Linked DNA regions of Gasterosteus aculeatus: region 2 is linked to region 1. A link is a contact called in public Hi-C data. All regions are on one chromosome and are shown on one strand. The core of a region is the stretch at or near the end of the contact, and the rest is flanking DNA. Distances in the headings are between cores, read along the strand shown.

Region 1 (2,700 bases), core at 145-2,644:
TGTCACGGTAAAAATTGTAAAGAAATGTTGGTGTGGGTTTGAAAATTTGGTTCAAAATCTTGTTTAAAAAAAAGATAAAGAACATCTGGACTTGATCAAAAAATATATTATCTATACGGTTGTAAAAGCAGTTTCACTTTACTGGTGCGGATTGAGAACACAAAGGTTGGGAGGCTTTGTTCTGGCTTGTGATGAATTATAAATTTGTCTGCATGTCTCCATTGTGAGCTGATTAGATGGGCACTACGGCCTACATGTAAGGACGATAGATGGGCTCACCACAGGGTATTGTAGGTGTGTTTCAGTCAATAAAGCCAGGCAGACACATTTACTGTATTGATTTTCCTCCCCACGTGTTCCCATTGGTTAACAGACCTAACAGGAGTTAAGCACTGTCCTGGGATGGCCCTCCGTTTTGTTCCCTACTTTTGTTTCACGCAGTAGGGGGGAAAAACTGCGTATTACGTGCATGTCACAGCTCAACCGGGTCTCTCACACAACACTGTGGCAACCACCATTAAAGGGTATTGTAGACATTTCACAGCTCAGTGGAGAGAAAGCGTGGCTCATGCAAGTGGACACAAATAGGGAGAGGCACCGACACACACACGAAAAAAATAAATAAATCTATGCACGCGTATGGAAACACACACACACATACTGAAAGACACATTTATTGTTTTAGGAGATTAAAGTGTTGAACTATGTAGGTGCAAGTTGAACATGCCAGGTTATCGGCTGACATGTAAGGCCAAATGTATCAGTCATGAATCATGTACTGTCAATCGCCATTGTGGTCAGGGAGGGGAATAGCGGTGCATTCTTTGTGGAGAAAGCTCTCTGCTTGAATTATTGAACACAATCAACGCGACAGGATGTGTTCTCTGCACTTCATGCACGCCGGGGTCGATGCCTGTGTGCTCTATAATCCTCCTGCACTCTCAGTCGCTACGATGAAAATGTAAAAGCCCAGATGAGTTTCCTTAATCAAAGGCCCACAGGAGCCGTTAATAGATTAAACACTCCATGTTGAAAGCCCACCACTGTGTCCGCCTGCCTAAACCCGGGGGTGCAGCCTATTTACGCCATTTAAATAGTTACCATGGTAATGAGGTCACGCTTCGTTTAAGCTGATTTTGATCTTGATATATTTAGAAGGCAGTGGGCCTCCATGTCCATCATCTAATTAATGAATTATGAGTCAGAAAAATAGCCAGTATTTTCCAGACGGGGGGGGTAATTTGGTCCTTAATGTCAGCTGTTAATCTGCAGTTTTGCGGCTTGTTTGTGCTCAGTGAGAATGGCGCTTTCCGCTCGCTAGGATTGCTATCTCACCCAGCGCGCGCCCCAGTATGACCTCGGGGCTTCGTGGCGCTCTACTGCCATCCATGGGTGTGCACAAACGATGCCATTTCTGCAGTTGGTGGCCATTTCCACCGTTTGAGCTGATTAGAAATGTCCTTTATAGAGCCCAGGCTCTGAGCAAAGTAGATTTTTTTATGGATGTTTATGATCCCATGGGGTCCATGTTGGCGAGTCTATGTGGGAGGTACAGAAATGCTGCAACACATTAGACATTTCTTTTATCTACACAGGTGCTGCCACAACATCAGATTTTCCCCACATATGGCCAAAATATTTCTCGATAAAGATATTTTTCCATTATCTACACATCATTTATAAAATATTAACAATAATACCTTAATGGCAATTTGTCTTTGACCTTGTGTACCTGTGTGTTCTGTCTCGCTACGAGCAAATTAATTCCCCCTATAGCCCCCAGGGGTATTTTGGAATTGGTGGAGAGATGATGACATCAACATTTATAGCGTGCAGATCAATGCAGATCTAATGTCGAGCATGCGACAAGACAGCTACGGTCGCCAGCGAGTGAAGTATGAGCTCAGGACAGAAATAGTAGAAGCCAAGACACGTGCAGAGTAAAGAAGAAACACATGTTATGATGCCACTTTTTGTCATTGCCGGAGGCCACGAGAGACAACAGGGAGAGAGCGAGAGGAGAGGAGATAAAGGCTGAATCGTATTCACACAGAAGGAGAACAAAAGAGCGACAGAGAATTGGAGATGATGACACAGCAGAGTAGTGAGGCCGGACAATTGTTCGAGTGAAAATGATGAGAAATGGCTGTGAAAGTTAATGAAAAGGGATTAAATTAATACAGGTTAAATGGCTGACTTATTCTCTTGCTCATGTTTAATGAAAGCCTGTTCGGCCAACAGACTCTGTGATTAGACAGTTGATTGGCAGAGCCTGGGCTTCTTTGAGGTATGGCAGATTGTCCTCATGAATCATTATTCCCTTCTTTTATTTGGTCCATCACATTACAAAAGATGGCATCTGACCTGCACTCTGTGAGAGGAATATTAAGTTTGAAAGATTTCAGGTGCACTCCACTCTGCCCACGTAAAGCAAATACATAACTTATTAAGAGACGCCTTGAAATAGAAGAGTGCAACCTTTAGAGAGCAGAATAATGTTTATGTTGGCGGCCTATATATCTTCAGTCAGTCTGCAGGTGCAACATGTACACTTTTCTTATTATCACTAATGAATAAAGACGAGTCAATTCCGAGAGACACAAATAATTGCCATTGGACTTTGATCTGGTCTGATTTATCTTAAGAAATAGGAAGTTCTTTATATTTGGATTTTTTGCCCCGAGTACCTATAGTAATATT
Region 2 (2,888 bases), core at 327-2,826, 78 kb before region 1:
TGTGACCATGAAGCAACAAAGAGATTGAGAAGTGAACAAGGGATCTATTGTTCTTCTGGCTCCTGCAGGAATTACTCTTGGGCTGCTTAAACATTCTTGAATCAACCACATTGCGTTGCGCACACTGGGGTCTTTTCGGGGTTTCTCGGAGTTCGGTGCATGTTTCTGCAACTAATTATTACTTTACGCACAGTGCAATATTTAATCTCTGAAGAGCTCTGGAATGAGCAGCCCAGTGTGGTTGCTCTAAGGTGGCCTTATTAAAAGCAGGTCGCATTGGGAAAAAGTAAAGTCTGCTTAAACCTGGTGTTGCGGGAGCAGTTAATCACTTTTGTTTTGCTCCTCCATTTCACGGTGATAAATCTCATCCGTCCCTGAGGGCCCAAAAAGAAACTTGAACCAACCCCTTGCATGGTGAAGAAAAGCGGTAAAAACAGCTCGTATTCATTTAATTATAAGATCATCGCTGAAATCTGGTGTTTCCCTGTTACCTTCTTGACCCCCCCACTAGGCATACAGCAAATGATGTTATTCTGCATTAGGTCGCATGTAACAACACGGGGCTCTAAAGGGCAAACTCCTACCAACAGGGGTGGGGGCGGAAAGGCGGTCTAATTCTGTCTGAGGCTCCACGACGTGGTGAAGGTTTTTGGAGTGACACACTGGGAAGCAGGCGAGTATGCACGGACCAACAAGGTCCAAGTGGGACAATCCAACTCCCCTGTGCACCAATGAAGACTTCAAACGAGGCCATTGCTTTAGAGTGAACCCTCGCTTGTACAGGTCTCAAACTTTGTCCCTCTTTCAACGCTCGCTCCAGTGAGGGGGACTATAGGCACATTAGACACGGCACTAAACCGGAGCGGGCGGTCTGCAATTCGCTGCGATTAACAAAAAGAAGGGGGCTTTGTGCTGGAGAAGTCACTTGAAAGAGAACTGGCAAGACTCCTTTTGTGATTCCGCACTGGAAAGCGGCATCCTCGCAGATCCCAAAACCCCGCAAAGTGCGCTTTTCAGACGATATTTGTTGAAGCAAAAGAGGGGCGACTGGATCGCAGTCGTCGCAAAAAGGATATGCATCCGATATCACTGGGCTTAGTCGTTCCAAACAAACCACTTCTTTGCCATTAGGCGGGGAGCTGCGCATGAAACTCAACCGAACGTCGTGCGTAAAGGAGCGTTGGTGCATAGCAGGGCTTTTAAAAGGCAAAGTCAACAACGACACAGCGGGTTTTTCAGGCGAATTCGATCGGACCTAATAACAGGACCGAACTCACAGGTCCGATCAGAGAAACAATGTAACTTTAGAAGAAAGCGCATTTACCATGGTAACGCTTCTTCTCATCTTTGGCCAGCGTGACGGCGATTCGTAGCCCGATGCCGGAGGAGCAGCCGGTGATCAGCACAACTTTCTGCCCGCTGTTCGCCATGATCTGTCCGGGTAGGCGCCGTGTTTAGCAGCGGTCCTCTGCTCCGGATGGTCGCTGCCGATCCCCGGACTTTACCAAAAAAAAAGCTAAAGCGGATCACGCAGTCACCTCAGCCATGTGAGCCTCTAATTCAGTCACATGGTAAATAAAATCAGTAACCAAAAAAAAAAAAAAAAAGAGACGTGGCATTGAAAACAAATGGGATTTAAAACTTGGAAAATGGGGTTAATTCTTCTAAAATGTGTGCGGCCGTGCATGCGCACACGTGCGTGTTTTGTTGAGGGGGCAGTGCTTATTTGATTTCTGAGCTGGTGACCCCAAAACAAATAGCCTAACTGTAATATTCATGCAGTAGTCACGTGATGTGTTGGTCATACCTGATGGTGTGTAGTAATCTCGATAGGAATTGTCCAAAGGTTTTTATTTTCACGTTCCGTGTCAAACTTTTTCTTTCTTTCTTCATGTTTTTGCTAATATTTGTGTGTCTGAAGTAAACGCGTTTATCGAATTTGAATGCAACTTCAAATAGCCATATTTGCGCTGCACATAATATATTTTTAACAATAAATAACATACTATCAGTATTTGCTGGAACTAAGTTTCTTGTTTGGCTGTATTAGATTTATTTATAATGCCAATACGTTTATAGTAAGTTAAAGCGCTGCCTTGTACCGCCATCTGGTGGTAAGGAACGACGTAGGACAAAAAATATTTCACCGTAATCCCAATATCAACCGAATGCAAGAAGAATGGTCTGGGTTTAGATATCTACAATTTCTTCCTTTGGTTTGACAATTATACAATTAGCAAGGCTGCCTGGCTGACCAGTGGACCCGATTCTTGACGGATGTTGTAAGGGTCAAAGTGCCGCTGATAACTAACACAAGGTTCTATTTCTCCGATGAAAGGCCATGGTGCAAGAGTCAGAGTCTGCCGTGTTCCTGCTTGTTGCTAAGTGTGATGCAATCTCTTGGCATTCGAAGTCTTCCATTTACTTTAGGGCTGATCTTCGTAACACCGAAGTAGAAATAAGTGCATGATCCAAAGAGCAACCCGGACAGATTAGTGAGTAAGTACGTTGTTAAATGCAATCTGTGACCGATGCATTTCTATCTTAATTCACTTTTGCATCTACTTACCAAACGCACATTTTTACTGTGTTTACATATTAACTGGTATCATTATTATGGATGTTCTCAGCTCAGGTAGCTTTTGTGTCTCGTTTGGACAGTTTCAAGGAGGATTATTATGAATTAGTCTGATACATGTGGTTATAAAGTATAGCTTTTCACAGGTGAAATATAATTGGAGGTTCTCTGGTCTTTTTCCCGCCAGCTAGTGCAGCTAAACGCTGTGCGCTTTCTTATGATTGTTGTCCAACACAAAACATTTCTGCACTTGACAAACTAATGAATGTGGCCCTACCTAATTTAATCCCCCTTTCTGTTTAACCCCTTT

What was found. A called contact is a pair of places that touch in the nucleus more often than the background predicts.
Region 2: a contact with region 1 is called in a Hi-C map of skeletal muscle, with 2.7 times the contacts expected there. The contact joins the promoter of rdh8a here to the enhancer-like site in region 1. A contact is called at or near these places in 2 of 6 Hi-C or Micro-C datasets (both in skeletal muscle).

What each region holds. Positions count from the first base shown.
Region 1 is chr11:9,202,950-9,205,649 of fGasAcu3.hap1.1, reverse strand. The region is part of intron 1 of olfm2a (olfactomedin 2a); the gene reads left to right. Among protein-coding and RNA genes, the nearest start is that of olfm2a, 14 kb to the left of the region's middle. Within about 2 kb of position 1,394, at least 2 of the 9 cell types and tissues checked have open chromatin away from gene starts, as enhancers often do.
Region 2 is chr11:9,280,592-9,283,479 of fGasAcu3.hap1.1, reverse strand. rdh8a (retinol dehydrogenase 8a) reads right to left here and starts at 1,576. Exons shown (of 5, transcript XM_040191872.2): 1 at 1,325-1,576. The coding sequence starts at 1,430.